Regions from separate parts of the Zea mays genome. Here region 1 is linked to region 2. The links are chromatin contacts, called in public Hi-C maps. All regions are on one chromosome and are shown on one strand. Each heading gives the region's core, a stretch centred on a gene start, on an enhancer-like site or on the middle of the called end of the contact. The rest is flanking DNA. Distances are from core to core; before and after follow the strand shown. Region 1 holds the start of LOC103653545. Region 2 holds the start of LOC100383806.

What was found. Hi-C and Micro-C count contacts between places; a contact is called where the count stands out from the background.
Region 1: a Hi-C map of leaf shows a contact between it and region 2, with 2.9 times the contacts expected there. The contact joins the promoter of LOC103653545 here to the promoter of LOC100383806 in region 2. A contact is called at or near these places in 10 of 25 Hi-C or Micro-C datasets (bundle sheath, ear, leaf and 2 more).

Annotation. Positions count from the first base shown.
Region 1 is chr4:99,445,509-99,450,440 of Zm-B73-REFERENCE-NAM-5.0, forward strand. It overlaps LOC103653545, which reads left to right and starts at 3,337. Exons shown (of 11, transcript XM_008680422.3): 1 at 3,337-3,753. The coding sequence starts at 3,643.
Region 2 is chr4:99,226,702-99,231,933 of Zm-B73-REFERENCE-NAM-5.0, forward strand. It overlaps LOC100383806, which reads right to left and starts at 2,886. Exons shown (of 3, transcript NM_001176438.2): 1 at 1,778-2,886; 2 at 818-859. The coding sequence starts at 2,465.

The sequences.
Region 1 (4,932 bases), core at 2,087-4,586, 220 kb after region 2:
ACGAGAGAGACGTATAGAATTTGTGCATATTGTTAGAACCATCATCTGAGATAAACAAATTATCAAACAACCAAAATAAACTTTGTAGATCTTGAGAAGTTATAGAAGTTTATAGTTGACAACTTTTTCATTTGAAGTCATATTGTCAACGAAAACTACGTCTGAATTTAAAAAATTTAAAATTTGAATTTTGAAAACGACTTCGAAAGGAAAAACCACCAACATGAAAGTTGTAGGTATTGAAGAGTTATGAAACTTTGTAGTTGACAATGTTTTAGTTTGAAATCATCTTGTTATGCAAAACTTTGTTTAAATTTTGAAATTTGAATTTTTCAAACTGTCTCGGATGGAAAAACCACCAAAATAAAATTTGTAGGTCTTGAAATGTAATGAAACTTTGTAGTTGACAATTTTTTGATTTGAAATCATCTTATCATTGAAAATTTCGTGTGAAGTTTTTAAATTTAAAATTCAAATTTTATAAACGGTCTCGGATGTAGAAACTATTAAAATAAAACTTTTAGATCTCAAAAAGTTATGCAACTTTATAGTTGGTCACATTTTCAAATGAACTCATTTAGTGCCTTAAATAATTAAATTACTCTCGATTTGTTATAGTACATGGGGAATGAAAACGTAATATAAACATAATTGGTGTAGTAGTATAGTGGTATAGGATGGAATGCGCGAGAGAGAGGTTGCGAGTTCGAATCTCACCATTTACAAAACATATAAGTTTGATTCAAAATAATAGTGAAAAATGATAGGGCAACGGGTAAGGTAATAGGGTAGGGTTGGAGAGTTGTTCCTAGAATTTAAAAAATGTTTTGCTGTTTTTTTTAATTTTTTCGATTCTTAATTTGCCGAGTGTTTTTCTTTGCCGAGTGCTTTTTGACACTCGGCAAAGTCTTTGCCGAGTGTCCGAAAAAAACACTCGGCAAAGAACCCTTTGCCGATGAAATCTTTGTCGAGTGTTCTTTGCCGAGTGTTACACTCGGCAAAGCCTTTGCCGAGTGTAAAATAGCCTTTGCCGAGTGTCTTAGACACTCGGCAAAGAACGCGATTCCGGTAGTGTATGTTATTAGTTTTATAACTAGACAATATTTAATATATACACGTATAAATTATTTAGATATTTGATGTAACATAGACTAAACTTTATATGGGCTGAACCAAACACTCCTTTAGTAACTGTTGGTGATTCCAACCGGCACTAATGTCAATGATTTAGTACTAGTTGAAGACACCAAGTACTAATATTCTTGATTTATAAACCCTCTCCTTTTAGCTCGTGTGAAGAACATAGTCTAGCTCTCTATTTATGTCGCTATAAGCTTAAAGTGGTGAAGTGTTGTGCAAATTTTTCAAGAATTTGTTAAAATTTTCATTCATTTAAGTGCGAAAAAGTCAGCAAGTTCGTCCTCCTATATAGTGAAGTTGAAATAGTTATTTTTTGTTTAGGTTTTTTGATATTTGTGGTTTATATAATTTAGGGAAAAATTAGTATGTTCGTCCTCTAATATGTGTAGAAATATGAATGAATGTAATAGAAATTAGTAGTAAACTAGATTGGAGCTTTGTTCATTTGCTAAATAAGTTTGAAATAGTGTTGTTGTGTAATATTTTTAAATTGTTTGAGTTAATTGTCTCATATGTTGTGTATTACACATGAAGGTAATTTAATTCTCTCATAGGTTCATGTCGTGATAAGCTTCAAAGAGAGGAGGTACTATACAATTTATTTTCGAAGAATTTGTTGAAGATTTCACTCATTTAAGTGTGAAAAACGTTAGCAAGTTCATCCTCTCATATAATATAGTTGAAATAGTTATTTATTTGTTAAGATTCCTTGAATTTTATGGTCGATTGTGTCATATGTTTATGAAAGATAGCATTAATAATGTCTTATACAAATAATACAGATGAGTCGTAAATGGATGTATAACATGAATCAACGCTCTGAAGAATATGAAGGACTGGTGAGGCCACCAGTGGGGGTGAATGGGAGCCATTACAAATTCTCGAACTGCGAGAACGACACTTGTGACTTGATTCCCAAAACTCAAACCAAAATCCTCTAAGGACTCAAAATAGCAGATCAGAGTACAATGCAAACCAGTGTCATTTGAATGTACCAAAAGCCTGAAGAATGCCCAACCAAACTCTCTGCAAAAATTCAGTAATAGAATAGCAGGAATGGTTGAGCAGTAGTGCTGCGCTCATGGCCGGCAGTGCTGGGCACGCTAAAATGCCCATAAAATTCTCAAACTTCACAGAAAGTTTGCGCGGGGGAAAGAAGATGATTCTTGAAGTATCAACCTGAGCAACTCAAAAATCAAAGCGTAGATTGAAAATCCCGTTTTGGTTGGGGTTTTCTAGAAACAGGTTCAAACTTAGTTCTTCTTAAATCACGACCAAGAACTGTGATGTCGGCACCAAGATTGGCAGCCGCCTCGGCCCGTGCTATGGCTTCGACTAGGGGTGGGTCTTCAGTGTCTCTAGCCGTGGCGACCAGCGCAAGGAGAAGCTCGAGAGCGAGCTCAACGGATACAGGGTGCGGAAACCCTACCCATTATACCCTTCCTAGGAGTACTCCACAAAACAAAAATTTTAACTTACAAGTCAGAATTTGTGTTTCATGAAAATTAGCACCAGTTGATGACATACTCCATACATCCCAAAATAATTGTCGTTCTTGAGGTGTCAATCATTTTTAACTTTGATCAAATATATATTAATATTTGTTATATAATTAGTATCATTAGATAGATGTTTGAATCTATTTTAGGAAATTATTGACACGTTGTGATGTGTATGGGTGGCCTAGGGTAGTGGGTTGTGGAGCAAGGTAGTTGGTTGTTGAGCAAGCGAGACTAGCAGATATTTTGCAAGGTTTAGGAGAAACACTATATTTATATTCACAGTCATCAAAATTGTGTAACTTACTCGATTGTAGATGATGGATGTTAGAAATAAGGATACAATATATATGGCTAATGTTCAATTACGTTGTATTCCATTCTTGTATAAACTTGCTAGCTACTATTTGCATCCTAGCCGTTGTACACATTTTTATGTTTTTTTTAACTCCTATTTCGCTCTCTCTCACCTGTTTTTTATTTCATGCTATATACCATTGAACATAATGACAAACAATCAAAAGTGCATTATCCGGTTGTCGAACATTTTGTAACTAGTGAGAGAATTAAAAGTTGGAGCAGCTTGTCGAAATTTGGCAAATGAGAGGAGCAGGCAGCAGCCGGTCTCCCGCGCGATTGCAGTCTCATGGTCAAGGTCAACCGTGCCGATATGGGTGTCCCTGTTCCTCCGACCTCCATTCGCGATTAAACAAAGCAGCGTCAGCTTCTATTATAAGTAGCGGGAAGAGAGATTGATACCTTCCGAACTCCCTCTCCCTCGTAGCCCCAAGTGGCCAGCTAATTTTAGCCGAGGCTCCAACTCCAAGGCAACGGACGCACAGAGGATCAGGAAGGAAGAAGGGGTCGCAGCCACAAGGGTGCTTTCCAAATCCACGGCTAGCTTACGCTTACGGAAAGATCATAGGGGCTTACTCGGAGCAAGGAGGCGCCTGTTTGCAACGACGAACGCGAGATTAGAGGGAGAAACCAAACGCCGCAGGGGATGAAGTCGCCGTTGCGCAGGCTCAGGGGCTTCGGCCACCACCACCCCAAGGAGCGGAGGGGGCACCAGCCGCCGCCGGCCAAGCTCGACGAGCTCGTCTGCGCCGCCCATGTTCGTACCATTCATTCCCCACCTCCACCCTTTTTTTCCCTATTGGAATTTCTACCGGGCGATTGGGATTCCACGGCCTATTTTTGTGTGCCGTTCTTGAGGTGAGTGGATCCTGTTCGGGTTTCGTTTTGCCGGGAATGATGAAACTATCTAGTTTTTGTAATAGAAGCGCGGTGGAAAGGTAGAACACGGAGACCCATATAGTTTTGATTACAAAACCTGCATTTCATGCTACCTCAAACTATCTAGCTAGTTTTGTAGCACCAAGATATTGTCCCAACTGCATTTTGATTACAAAAACTGCATTTCATACGTAGATTTTGCCGAGGAAAGAAGGTGTTGAACACTAAAAATTGTAGCACTGATACTATCAGACGGTCCGTGGGTGGTAGGCAAGCACAGACAAGCTAAGTCCGTGTCTAGCGAGGGATGGTAATAGATTACAATCAAAATGTTGCTTCACAATAAGCTATGATCTTTAATTAATTTTAATTCAAAAATTAATAGGAATAGAGCTCGTTCCTAATTCGATTCGATCCTTAAATTTTATAGTGTAAAATCTAAAGTCCATTATCACCATTAGGTCGGGCTTGGTACTTCGGACCGTTCAAGATTAGATGAATTCAAGCGAGAGTCCTGATTTGTTGTGATATCCTTCCTATTTTTTGTGATATTTTGTTCAACTTCTCTCAGACCTCCTCGCTACGAATATAAATGGGTACGGCCGATTGATGCACACACAATCTAATCAAACCAATATATTTACATTACTTACCTTCATGCTTTAGATCTTGATATAGCGTAGCATTAGTTGTAGTTCATCAATCTCAATTTTCTACTCTGTTTGGCTCTATATTGTCTAAAGGCGCTTTGTGTAGTCTGTCGATCCCGAAACAACCCTATGATATCTGCTCCCTGATGGAGTCACTCTCGAGAGATGAGATCTAGGTTTACCGAGACCTCTGTGCGCGCCACGGATGGTCCGGCGCCCTACCGCGGACCTTCCGACACCATGTGAAGTCGAGCTCAAGGTCCTACACGTCGCGTGAAGAATCTAGGGTTCGTTAGTATTTGGTCCAAAAAATGCCAACAGAAAGGATGCGGGCATGTCTGGGTAGTGAAGAGGAGGAATGGCCGGGAAAGAAGAAACACTCGTGAAGAAGGAAAATAAAAAAATTG
Region 2 (5,232 bases), core at 1,636-4,135:
AAGAACCAGAAGCGTTTCTGGTTGCCAAACGAGGCCTAACAAAAAGGTGAGCAATAAAGGGTTGATGCAAATACAGTAACTAGTTCCACCTAATAAAAATATATTGACCGAAATATGACAATATGAGACTCCTCAACAGTCTATGACAAAGCTTAAAGCCAATCTCACATAAGTTATATCAAAATTGAGTCATTTCATTATCTGTAATAATCAATTATTAAACTAAAACTGATCACTTGGAAGATTTAAACTTTGGAACAGTATCATACAGAAAGAAACTGATAACCGTGATTCATCCAAAACTGCCAATGTGGAAAAAGTTTGATGGACATGGTAACGACCAAAGAGAGCCATTTGTGGTTGCTTACACTTTCGTATAAGCTGGCAATCCAGCACAGTATCAGTTTGGTTTCGGCTACCCCACGACCACTTAGCAACACGACTTAATAATGTCTATTATAAGTTATAACAATGGATGGCTCATAGCTGATGATACAGTTCACACTAGTTATGCAGGCAAACCGACAAAGACATTCTATAGTTCTCTTCAACTGAAGCCTTGCTGAAATTTGAAAGTTCAAGTGCAAAGTGAATTTCAATAATGAGAAGTTGTGCATCTGACACATGCTGTAATTATAATTGCTGAAAATACCATATTCATCACTAACACAACACTAAATTAGTGATATGCATACAATAGGCTAATGAACACAATGGAACAGTAAAGTTCGTCGGCGATACTAAAAGATCTGGAGTTGCAAGTTAAAAAAATATAAAGGAAACTAGAGAACAGTAAACGAAGTAAAAGTTCATGTACCTTGCTCAGCACTCTGTTGTTGCCTTGATGCCTCGGGCTTCTCTGAAATGGAAAATTGAAGCAATTACTCAAGACAAACCAGTGGACTTACGAATGAGATCGACAATAGAAGAAAAAAGTACATCAAATGAACACAGTCGGGAATAAGAGATGAATCAGAGAGTCACTCAAGCTCCAATCTCAAACTTAAATTCCAGCACACCAAAATGATAATCAGACCGAATCATCCAGGACCAGAACAGCAGCTAAATTATTCCATTTAAAAAGTTGATTGCGGATGTTCCAAGAGAAAAAAATAAAGAGGACCAAGAACTTGAAATTTTCCACCCCGTTAAAGCACCAAAATAAAGAACACAACATACATCTAATAACAGGATACTTAGTAGGACGTCCAATCAACAGCATCCGATTTGAAGGAAGTACTTGTGCTTACAAGTTATGAATGAATACCTCAACTTAAGCATGGTCAAGAACCAGAAAGGCTCCAACCTTTTACCTCAAGTATAAACAGCGGCAAAACGAATTCGCAATTAAAATTTTCTGATTTTATAGTATAAGGGCATGTACAGTGGAGAGACACCAAAACGGTTCTCTAAGCACAGGAGACAACTAAGAGACTGTATTGTACAATGGAGTGTCTACAAACGTAGTCTATTAATAAATACAGAATTAAATGTATTTGTATAGCATCAAATCGATAGAACAGACGACAAATTCGTACAGTGGGAAGTGAGGCGTCTGTTGCTACTTGGTTTACGAGCCAGAGGCGTCTCTTCGTGGAGAGACGACTCTAAGATTTTTTTGCAAATAACCCCCTTAAACACCTTAAAAGCCTCCACATTAAACACCACTGTACATGCCCTAATATAGCACCAAAAAATTAATGAAGCACCGAAACCCAGACAGTGCAAGCACCGGGAGGCAGCAAAAAGGCGAAGCGGAAGTCAACGAGCAGCTCACCAGATACAGGCACGGCGATGACTGGTGGTGGAGGGGGAGGTGGGGCCACCGGCGGTGCGTCCTCTTCTTCCTCCTCCTCATCCTCCGAGAACAAGGCCTCCTCCGTAGCCGGGCGGCCACTGTCAAATACGGCCTCCGGCACCTCCGCCTCCTTGTCCTCGTCGACGCGCACCGGCGCCGGCTGCTCCGCCGCGGCATTCCGGGCGGAGCGGCCGTCGACGATCGCGCGGCCCCGGCCCTCGAGTATGTCGTACACCTCGCGGTCGAAGAAGCCCGGGAGGCGGCGTTCCCTGCGCGCGTCGTTGCGCATAGCCCAGAAGGACGGCTCGCGCGACGCCGCAGCGGCACGCTCCCACTCCTTCACCTTCTTGTAGTCTCCGGCGAGGTTGCTCCAGCGCTTCCGGCACTGCACGGGGCCCCGCTCGAGGCCGTGGCGCCGGCAATACTCTGCCACCGCGGCCCACTTGGGCTCCAGCGCCGCCACCGCCGAGGCCTCTCCAGAAGCCGCCGCCGCCGCCGCGCGGCCCCGCGCGCCGCGCCCGCCGCGTCCCTCCACCATGCGCTTGCCCTCGATGAGCACCAGTATCTCCTGCCGCGTCCACCGCGGCAGCCTCGGCGCGCGACCTGACGGGGTGGCCGCTGCCGCAGCTGCTGCTGCTGCGACGGCGGGGTCGCCGGCGGTGGACATGGCTGGGGCTGGGCAGGGGCGGGTGCTTTTTGTGGCGGAAGTTGACGTGACGGCGTGAGGCTGGTGATGTAACGGAGAGTTAACGACGGTAGGAGAAAGAAAGAGCGGAGGGGAGGGGCGGGGGCGCGTGGGGGAGGCGGCGGAGAGAAAGCAACGAGACGGAGGCCGAGAGAGAGAGAGAGAGAGAGAGAGAGAGAGAGGAGGGTGAGGAAGGATTGCGTTGTCTTACTTTAAGCAAGGGGATTAGGAGCAATGGCGTTTAATTAGGCACAGACTCATGTGGCTTGTGATAGGAGTAGCCAATTCTAAGTGGTCAGTATTTCTCCCCGCCAAGTCATTCCCGCCTTTTGGTTTCTCATACGCAACTATTTTTAATATAAAAATATCTAAGTTTGTATGTGAGCTGAATGAAAGAAGAGATAAAACCACAAAAGAAAAGAAAAGAAAAGAAAAGAGAAAAGAGAGAGAGAGAGATAGAGCTAGAGGCAGGCTAGCAGAGAGAGTGGATTTTAGTTGGAGCAGGGGATAGGGAATCGGTGCCAATACCAAGTGCCCATGCATCATGCGTCCTCCAATGTCCACCATGATGTAACAGGCAAAAGGTGGCTCAATACAAGGGGTTTTCTAGGAGAAAGAAGAGGTGGGGTGGTCTTCTTGCGACTGCAAGGAGTGCTGGTGCCTTAATTTATTGTGTGATTAGGACCTGTGGTTAGATCACAACAATAGGCCGCCAACCTCTGATCCCAACGGTCTCCGGACTTTCTCTCTCTCCTTTTTCCAATCGATTTTGGGCATCCTCATAGTAAGAAGGCACCTGAAAGGAATGGACAGGACTATTTTGTGTCTCTACGTGTCCATCGTAGATGCTTCGTTATGTGCTTATTACTAGGGTGTTTGGTTTAAGGAATGAGCTAGTCCATCATCTTCTCACTCCTCACTATTTTTGTTTGGTTTGTGGAATGGAATGAGTTGATTCATCACCACCTCATTACTCATAGTTAATTAGTTAGTACTAATATGAGGAATAAGGTCATCCCACATGATGCACCACCTCAATTTGGATGTAGTGATTCCTTAAACCAAACACCCCCTACATGTGTCGTTTAGACAAAACGGTCTCCCCAGTGGATATGTGCTAGAATTTTTTTATTTTTCAATTCTACTCTTTTTATAACGTATAAAAGCAAGCTAGCTAAGTAGTTCCGTTCTGTAAAACATCTTGGGTGTGTTTGCCTATGACCCAGCAGCGTGACTGCGTTCCCGGCTGTAGCTCGTGTGTTTGCATCGTCTGGCTTGCTCGGGAGCCAGGCTATTCGTGTGCAAATTTAGCCTTTTATTCTGGTTCACAGAAACGAGATCAAGTTTCGTTTCCTAGGAGTAGGACTGGGCATTCGGTTCTTCGGTTCGGTTCGGTTCGGTTCCTCGGTTCTTGTAGAAATTCGGTTCTTCAAAAACTAGAACCGAAATAGCAAGATAAAGAAATCAGAACCGACTAGTTCGGTTCTCGGTTCTTCGGTTCGGTTCCTCGGTTCTAACCGAACTTTAACAGCCACTCTAAAATTATGAATAACGACAACTTTTGTGAGAAATTTCAGCAACATCTCCCCACAAACAACGACAAGTGCACAATGACTATAATTTCATAGATAATACATGGATGATTAGAGGTTCAACATAAGTCGATAACACAACATCCGAAGTTACAAACACATGTAACAAATTGAATCTAATACTTTTGGGTTTTTCGGTTCTTTCGGTTCTTTGGAGTGCAGAACCGAAAATATCTCATTTATTTCGGTTCTCAAAAAACCAGAACCGAATTTCATAACGGTTCCTTCGGTTCGGTTAGTTCGGTTCCGGTTCTCGGTTATTTCGGTTCGGTTCCTCGGTTCCGGTTCTTTTTGCCCAGGCCTACCTAGGAGCATGGCTAGTCGTGGTTAGGGGTGGATAACGAGCTAGGTCGACTCGGCTCGTCCGAGTTCGAGCCGGCTCGTTAAGCTAACGAGCCAGCTCGGCTCGACTCGTTAAGGTAACGAGCCACAGAGTCAACTCGGCTCGGATCATTTACGAGCTCAAGCTGGCTCGTTTAGCTCGCGAGACACAGCAGAAAAAATAATATGTACATAATAATTATTTTTAGTTAATTTCAAACTAATTTAACAATAGAAAATAGTAATTATACTCATAGTTTCAGACACCACGTCAATGTAACACCAAATTAGCACAATTCATCACTCATTAATTCACAGTTCACATACATGTTCATCAGTTTAATCCATAATTATATATGCATAGACCAAATTAACACATAGACATAGTTCATTAATCATTAGTTTAATTCATAGGCCATAAACACCTCACATATATATATAATACGTTCATCAATTATTCTGTAAATGATATGCATATAGTTTCGTTTTGTTGTAATATGATAGCTCGTTTAGCTCGCGAGCTGGCTCATTAACGAACCGAGCTGGCCCGTTAACAAACCGAGCTAGGATGTCAGCTCAGCTCGTGAAAAAATTCAAACGAGCCGATCCGAGCCGAATCGAGCTGACCATGAACCGAGCGAGCTAGCGAGACACGAGCATTTCATCCAGCCCTACTCGTGGCACAAGGCTTTCGCTTTTAACTAGTTTTAGCCTTCTAGCCCGGCTGCCTACTGGATGACAAGCATCAGCTCGTCTGAGCCAGGCTCATATGGTACAAGTGCGCAAACAAAGTGAGTTGCAGTAGGCGAGACATGTTAGCTTCAACCTGAACCAGT